3 separate regions of the Zea mays genome follow, and all the other regions are linked to region 1. A link is a contact called in public Hi-C data. All regions are on one chromosome and are shown on one strand. The core of a region is the stretch at or near the end of the contact, and the rest is flanking DNA. Distances in the headings are between cores, read along the strand shown. Region 1 holds the start of LOC103637029 (S-type anion channel SLAH2). Region 2 has its middle 190 kb from the start of LOC103637029. Region 3 has its middle 150 kb from the start of LOC100383493.

Evidence for each region. Hi-C and Micro-C count contacts between places; a contact is called where the count stands out from the background.
Region 2: a contact with region 1 is called in a Hi-C map of bundle sheath, with 2.3 times the contacts expected there. The contact joins the enhancer-like site here to the promoter of LOC103637029 in region 1. A contact is called at or near these places in 2 of 25 Hi-C or Micro-C datasets (bundle sheath and leaf).
Region 3: a contact with region 1 is called in a Hi-C map of ear, with 2.3 times the contacts expected there. The contact joins the enhancer-like site here to the promoter of LOC103637029 in region 1. A contact is called at or near these places in 3 of 25 Hi-C or Micro-C datasets (ear and leaf).

What each region holds. Positions count from the first base shown.
Region 1 is chr8:76,971,979-76,974,700 of Zm-B73-REFERENCE-NAM-5.0, forward strand. LOC103637029 (S-type anion channel SLAH2) reads left to right here and starts at 1,354. Exons shown (of 2, transcript XM_020542562.2): 1 at 1,354-2,722. The coding sequence starts at 1,594.
Region 2 is chr8:76,782,979-76,785,835 of Zm-B73-REFERENCE-NAM-5.0, forward strand. No RefSeq gene overlaps it. Among protein-coding and RNA genes, the nearest start is that of LOC103637029, 190 kb to the right of the region's middle. Within about 2 kb of position 1,458, at least 18 of the 20 cell types and tissues checked have an H3K27ac peak or open chromatin away from gene starts, as enhancers often do. A contact at or near this core is called in bundle sheath and leaf, where this site is marked.
Region 3 is chr8:76,732,010-76,734,709 of Zm-B73-REFERENCE-NAM-5.0, forward strand. It overlaps the pseudogene LOC103637028. Among protein-coding and RNA genes, the nearest start is that of LOC100383493, 150 kb to the left of the region's middle. Within about 2 kb of position 1,317, at least 17 of the 20 cell types and tissues checked have an H3K27ac peak or open chromatin away from gene starts, as enhancers often do. A contact at or near this core is called in ear and leaf, where this site is marked.

The DNA.
Region 1 (2,722 bases), core at 104-2,603:
GAGTATAAAGTGAGAGGAGAAAGGCATTAGGATATTTATTTAAGCCTAATGATATTTAAATATTTTTAAAGAGGCAAAATATGTTACGTTTAAGTAAATGTATATAATAAAATAATAATGTTAATATTAAATCAGTATCATTATATTTTTATAGCGCATAAATCTTTATGATTCTTTGTACACCCTTCGTCTCATAATATAATTCGTTTTACACTAATTATACATTCATTAAAAAACATATGAATGTAAATTTGCATATATGTCTATATTTATTACAATTTGAATGAACGTGGACAAAAAAAAGTGGACTAGAAAGAACTATATTTTAGGACGGTTGGATTATTTGTTTGCATAGTATTTATAGTACTGAAAATTATTGCAGTTTTTAATTTACTATATTTTCATAATACAGCTATTCGAAATATAGTTATCTATAATTTTCTGTCTTAGACAGTTTGCTTCAAAACAGTTAGGCTAGTTTGGAAACCACATTTTTCTAACGTGGCGTTTGGATCCCTTCATTTTAAAGGAATTGGAATTCACTCAATAAAGTAACTTATTTAGTTTGGAATTTGGCATTCCACCACTTTCCAAAGTTCAGATATAAGCTTATCTCAAATTCATAGGGTGGAAGATAGGAAATGATTTTATTCATGATTAGAATTTGTTTCTAATCTATAACTTATATGACACTCTTCGTTTTACTCCTCTATAGTAAAAATGTAGCACATAAATATGTAGGACATCTTGCTAATAATAGTATACAAATATATTTCATATAAAAGTGAATTAGCTTAATTGATATATATCTAAATTACTATTATTAGAATGGAATTCAATTCCAGTGATCCAAACGGGGCGTAAGAGATTTTCATTTTCTCAAGTAAAATTAGTACATTTTTTCTTGGAAAAATATAAATCGCTTTAGAAAATGGAGTTCCAAAGGTAGCCATTAGAATTGCTTCCCCCTCCCCCTAGTATGGCACAGTACTAGAAATGTGAAAGAAAAAGAAAAGGGGTCCGTGCGTGGTTTTGGTTTCTACACGAGGAGTCCGTGCCATGACCTCTTCGCCGTCGACGACAAAGGTCCAGATAAGACCGGCTGGGCTCCCTCTCCCCCGGCCGGGTTCGCCGTCGTCATCGGCGCCGGCAACCAACGCAGCCAGGTCAACGGGAGATGCGCAGGGGATTCGCATGAGAAAGGTTCTGATGATCCAATTCTCGCGTTGGTCAATGTTGTTCAGATTCGTCAGACCTGTAGAATACAGAGAGAAATCCGAGGTCTTTTTCTCTCTTAATAAATAAATGAATATACAGAGTACTGATAATACGTGCCGGAACGAACCTTCGTAATAGACGCAGACGCAGACCATCTTCCTCTCGATGCCGCCTCCTTTCTTACACCTGACGTCCTCCCTGACCTCTATATAGACGGGCGCCGAGCGCGAGCTCGGCGGCACATCACCCAGCCACTCCAGCGGTCCAGCCAGCCACAAGGCAGCTGCTTCATGTGCACCTACACTACCTAGTCGCAGTCGGCACCTCTTCCTCCTTCGGCGACGCGAGCTGAGCGGTCCTGACGAGCAAGGCGCCATGGCCATCCGCGAGAGCTCCCAGATGCCGGAACTGCTCCGGCTCCCTCTGCCGCCGCCGGCGACGACGGGGAGCCCGTACTCTGTGTGCTTGAGCGTGCCGGCGTCGCCGTCGGGGCTGCACCTCGGCGTGTGCGCGTCCGTCCGCAGCGTGGCGCCGGCTCCACAGCCACAGCCGGCAGAGGACCAGCAGCTGCTGCAGAACCAGGCGCGGTACCACTCGCAGCCGACGCTGACGATCCGGACCGAGGAGCCGCCGCCGCTGCAGCGGGTGCGCACCGTGTCGCGCAGCGACAGCGCGCGCGACCGCCGCTTCGACCACTTCAAGACCTTCTCCGGCCGCCTGGAGCGGCAGCTGTCCAACCTCCGCGGGGTGGTGCCCGTGGACATCGAGCCCGCCGGCGCCGACTCTACCTCGAACAAGATCATCTCCGAGGAGGAGACCGACGACGACGACGAGGTCCCCAGCGCGGACCGCTACTTCGCCGCCCTGGAGGGCCCCGAGCTGGAGACGCTGAGACCGACAGAGGTGTCGGCGCTGCCCGAGGACGAGACGTGGCCGTTCCTGCTGCGGTTCCCGATCAACGCGTTCGGGATGTGCCTGGGCGTGAGCAGCCAGGCCATGCTGTGGAAGACGCTGCAGTCGGAGCCGTCCACGGCGTTCCTCCACGTGAGCCCCGCCGTGAACCACGTGCTCTGGTGGGTCTCCGCCTCGCTTATGGCGCTCGTCTCCTTCATCTACCTCTTCAAGGTCGTGTTCTACTTCGAGGCGGTCCGGCGCGAGTTCCACCACCCGATCCGCGTCAACTTCTTCTTCGCGCCGTGGATCGCCTGCCTCTTCCTCGTCAAGGGCCTGCCGCACCCGGTGTGGACCATCCACCACGTGGTGTGGTACATCCTCATGGCGCCCATCTTCCTCCTCGACCTCAAGATCTACGGCCAGTGGATGTCCGGCGGCGCCCGGCGGCTGTCCAAGGTGGCCAACCCGACCAACCACCTCGCCGTCGTGGGCAACTTCGTGGGCGCGCTGCTGGGCGCCAAGATGGGGCTTCGCGAGGTGCCCATCTTCTTCTTCGCCGTCGGGGTGGTGCACTACCTGGTGCTGTTCGTGACTCTGTACCAGAGGCTCC
Region 2 (2,857 bases), core at 208-2,707, 190 kb before region 1:
GGTATACCCAGCCTGGCAGGTTCATAATATTGAGCATAATCTTCAAACTGGTCCTTAGTGTAAAGATCTACTCCCTGAGAGATCATGTCATAATCCAGACTGTTAGCGGTGGCAAATTCAGCAAAGGTAGCCACGTAGCGCTTAAACCCAGTCATCCAGACAAATCAACTGATCTTGAATATTAATTTCAGCAGTAGCAAGAAACTGCTTGACAATCAGATCATTGAAGTCAGTCTGTTGTCCCATAAACTCATATAATCCACATGCTTGAAACTTAGCAAGTAATCCTTCCATGACTGTTTGACCCTGCATATATTCCCAGTCAATTACTTGATGCTTATGAAATTTGATGTACAAAAGAGTTCCCCAGAAGACATCGAACTGCAGCTGAGTATGAAAATACTGAATGTTTGTGTCATTTAGAAGAGAAAATTGATCAACAGTCCTTTTAGAAGAATATTCAGCCATAGAGAATCTCATCCTGGGATACGTCCACCCTGTGATGTTAATAGGATAGTCCGGATGCGAGTGTGGAGCATCTTCAGCATCCAAAGAGACACTGCCCCGGCTGATGATTGGGCCTCGGAGTCTGTGGTAGGGTTATAATCAGAATCATCTGCACGACGTCGTTTGGACAAATACCGTCCTGCTAGCTTCTTCTTCAGACCACCAAATTCACTGAAATAGAATATGAAGAATCCCAATAATAATAAGATGATAACCTAAAAAATGAGAGCAAGATCTATAGGGAGCTCTGCCAGAGGGCGGACCGTCCGCGTGCCCACGACCGGACTATCCGCGACAGACCAGGCGAATTTCAAACCCCAAAATGCCCCCGAAAGTTCAATCTTAAAATTAGAACAAGATATCCATTGAAATGAAACCATGTTTTTGTAAGAACCAATTTGTAAGTAATAAGAAAAGAGTTGATCTCTTTATTGGTTTTGCCCTCTACTTATTAGAACATATGAACAACCATATTTAAAGTGAATAATTTTCTCTAATAAAACATAAATAATACATACATCATGTTGGAGTTTATTTGGTTGTACATTTAATAATAGTAATACTAACAAATATATATTAATGACCAAATTGGGACCTAACCTAATTTACCATTTAGAAATTGGAAATAATATAGAAAGGGAAAGAGAAGAATACTACACAATACAAAATAAATATATATATATAAATAAATTCTTTCCATACTGGTGTGTTTAATTCCTACCTTTAACTTGAGTACAAAACTCACAACAATATTTGAATTCAAATTTGAAATCTAAAAATAAAAAGAAAAGAAAACAGAAAAGAAAAAAGGGAAAAGAAAAAGAAAAGCCACGCTTGGGCCGTTTCCTATCAGTCGGCCCATTTACGCCTTTACGCAGCCGGCCCAACCCCTCCACACGCGCGCCCAACGTCGTCGACACTGCGGCTATCAGGCGGGGCCTGCTTGTCCGCGTCTCACGCATGCTCAGACCGGGGGTCTTTGTTACGCTCACAGCAGGGACCCACTGGTCAGCCGTCATCCCTCCCGCAATGGTCATGCCGAGATGCCTACCGCCGCGCGGAATTCTCGATTGTTGACCCTGTCGATTATCGAGCGAGCATAAAGGGGAGCACCGAGTTCTGCCTTCCCTTTCCACCACCCGCAAACCAAAGACTAGCTCCAAAACCGCTTTGTAGCGTGCAGATTCGTCATTGCGCCAGGAGCGTAGGGTTGCGCCGCCACGGAACCTCACCTCCATCGGCGCCTAGTGCCTGAATTCGGACCGAAGGCCTCTGCGGGACCTGTGTGAAGCCAGCCACGACAATTTCGGGTGAGATTGGCGGCTCATCGGCCACCAATTGCTCACCGGAGTTCCACACTGTCGCGGATCCTCGCATTGCCGTGGGCAAGGAGCTACGCGTCTTAACCACCGGTAAGCCAGTGACCATCGTGTCGTCATTCCCTACTCTTCACGTTTGGCTTGCATTAGTGGGAAACGAGGTCCGGGATGGCCGATTGCGCGAACTCCGGTGTGGTGCGCCGCCGCGACTCTACGCAGTCGCGTCGGGGGAAGAAGATAACACGCGCACTGTTGGATGGTGTGTGGGCGGCCAGATTAAAACTGGGCGAACTCCCGTGGGCGATTTGATCGGGGCCGTATGGTTTGATTGGACGGTTCAGGGTGACTCAAGCTTCGTAAAATCAGAATCGTTGAACCTAGATCCAATGAGCACGATATCATACCAGTTCAGTTTAAGTGCTGTGTGATCCTGGCGCTCGTTCTTTAATCGGGTGGCCGAGATTCACGCGTACCCCTTCGCGAAGACAACTTTACATATGAACCCCTATGCTTTATAGGAATCAATCCACAGTACGGGTTAAGGTTAAAACCATTACAGAATGGCCCAGAATCTTGCAGGGAGGCCCCTGCAGAACCACAGAATACTGTGCGCAGTCCAGAATTCGAAGGAATTGAATAAATGAATATAGAAAATATTTTTCTAGTATAACATTAAATCTAGAACTTGTTTAATTCCTAGAAAATTCATTTTAACTCCTTTTTAATCCATTCCATTTGCAATAATTATGTTTTAATATTTTTTATCACCTGGTAACTCTGTTTAGTTATGAAACAATAGATTAAAATTGTCCACTTGATTTATTCTATACTAAGCACTTAATAACTTCGGAAAATCATAACTCGTAAACCGTAACTCCGAATTTAGTGATTATTGAACCTACTATCTCGTTATGATGCATAGATTATTATCATGTATTCTGTACTCATGTTTGGTATGATGTTAATTTCTCATATAGCATGTTTGTTTGTATTGCTACGAGTAGACGAGCAAGTGACCGAGGACCCAGGTG
Region 3 (2,700 bases), core at 67-2,566, 240 kb before region 1:
GCATCTATTGAGAAGTTGAGAAAAGGATGAAGGACTGCCACACGCGCGCGCGCGCCGCCGCCGCCGCCGGCTCGTGGCTGTAGATCGGACCTTGGTCCGAATATTCCTTTCAAACGGTTTCGCATTTTGCCTGGAGCGATGACCGTCATGATAACCGTCTGTTTCCTGTCTTATGGCTAGTAACGGACGTCAGTTACTGTCGTCAGTTTCTAGTTCTAATGCGCGACCGTTTCTGTCCGTTGTTCTTCTCCCTCCTTCTGACCGCCTATAAGAATAGAGAGGGAGGGCTCTTCCAGTTATGCGAATTATCTCACGCGAATTGCAAACAACACATTCCCGTCCCATCTTCTGCGAGCACAGAGAGAGTGGGAGAGCAGGCCTCCGAAATCACCGACCGCAGAGATACACTTGCACGGGTGTGCGGGCGATCAGATTTTTGGGGAGCGTCTTCGCGACTGCTCGCGTGACCTGTTTGTCCAGCTGCTTCGTTCACAGCTTGCTGTTCGTCGCCTTCCCGAGTTGACGCGTGCTGCTGTTCTTCTTCCCGGCGACCGTTCGAGGGACTGCACAGCGTACATCTTCCTGCACCGACTTCGTACGGCTACATCGAACAAACACACGAGATGTCTCGTGTGAATGGAGCCACTGATGCCTTGAGCATCGGTCCCTCCGCTGGGTACACTCTGTTCTTCGTATTTGTGCATGTTTCATTGCTGTTTACTGCTTATGCGAGTAGTTATACACACATGCACATACATGTCATCACATATATCGCACTGTTTTTCTGGATTAAATTAAAACTAAAAATGCCTAACTTTCTAACAGAGTGTCCGAAAAGAACACTCGGTAAAATATTTGGCACTCGCTAAAGAGCCGAATTCCGGTAGTGAATAGAGAGGTGACCGGTCATTTGGAGCATTGTGCTAGTTTAAAATAATCTGGAAGTGATAGGACTATTGCTTACCAACTGACAGTGCATCAACCACACTTCACCACATGTAACTTTGCTGACAATATCTCTGGGAGCACCAAAATCTGTGCGACGTTTGAAAAGAGATGGAGGGGCAGTGCACTGCACTGTACGTGCGTGTCGCGCTCTCACTCTAGGGCCACTGCACAAGCTAAGCTTCTGACTCACTGCGGCATGCCACGATGGAGTGAGTGGTGCACAATTTACCAGCCTCGACATGCATCCTCCACCCAATCACAATTCACAACATAAAAAATGTGACGTTTAGGTTTTAGGTCGTGTGCTGGCTGGTGCACGTGCTACCTACCTCTCTCGTCCTCCTTCCATGCCATGCATGCACGGGCATGATTATTGGGATGGAGGCCCACCCACCACGGATGAAATCGGGCCGGCCGGGCCTCTTCATGGCACTAGCACTACCATTGGTTTTGGTTCGATTGCTTATTGGGCCACTGACACTACCATTGGTTTGCACCAGCACGGATGCAAAATCCAAGGGCTACTTGTATTCGTCAGGCAGCCATGATGATAACGACTGTCTGGAGATCGGCGGGTGTGGTGTGGTGTGGTGTGCTGCCCTAGCTACGGCTCTCTGCTGCGACGGCGGATCGCTAGCGTCGTCTGATACGGAGGAGGCTCCGCCGTGCCTGGAGTCTGGAGACGGCAAAGACGAGGTCCTTGACGCCATCGCCGGAGGCGCGGAGGTGCGCGAGGATCTTGCCGAACTTCGCCCTGGGCCGCTGCGTGACGGCGATGTTGGAACCGGACCGCCGACACACGGCGTGTCCGTCCGGGCCGCCCGCACACACGGCGCGGCCACCCAGGTTGTCGGGCCGCGACACACGCGCCCGCACGTATAGCAGCGGGCTTTAGGTCTCTTGGGCCAACACTCCCCCAAAAAGCTAGCCTGTCAGAGGGTTGCGCCCTTAACCTTATAAACCATGCTATCACACTCTCACCACACAATGTGGGACTATTCCCAACAATCTCCCCCTCACACATTGTGAGCCGAGATTTGTCTGAGAATGCACTGGGCCAACCTGGCTCTGATACCAATTGTTGGAACCGGACTGCCGACACACGGCGTGTCCGTCGGGGCCGCCCGCACACACGGCGCGCCCACCCAGGCTGTCGGGCCGCGACACACGCGCCCGCACGTATAGCAGCGGGCTTTAGGTCTCTTGGGCCAACACTCCCCCAAAAAGCTAGCCTGTCAGAGGGTTGCGCCCTTAACCTTATAAACCATGCTATCACACTCTCACCACACAATGTGGGACTATTCCCAACAGGCGATGGACATACACGTCGTTGGGGAACAGGTCCTTGCGCACGAACGCGCGGTACATGGTGGTCACCAGCACGCCAGCGACGGTGACGGTGGCCACCCCGGACAGCCCCACGGCCAGCGCCCGGGTGAGTACGTTGGTCACCGCAGACGCGTACACGGCCGTCGCGATGGCCACGCTCGTCATCGGGAACGTGTACGCCCACCATATGCCAGCGAGAAGCGGACGCCTCGGAACAGGTTGAGGCGCACCACCAGCGACATGTAGAGGAAGAGGGATGTGAAGTAGAAGATCTTGGCCACGTAGTTGAAGTCGCCGCACAGCCTTGCCCAGCCGACGGACGCGATGCTAGGCGCGGCGATGAAGAGGATGAAGACCGGGTGGAGCTCCCCTGGGAAGCTACGCGTTGGTGGGGAGCCTCTGGTACAGCGTCACGAACAGCAC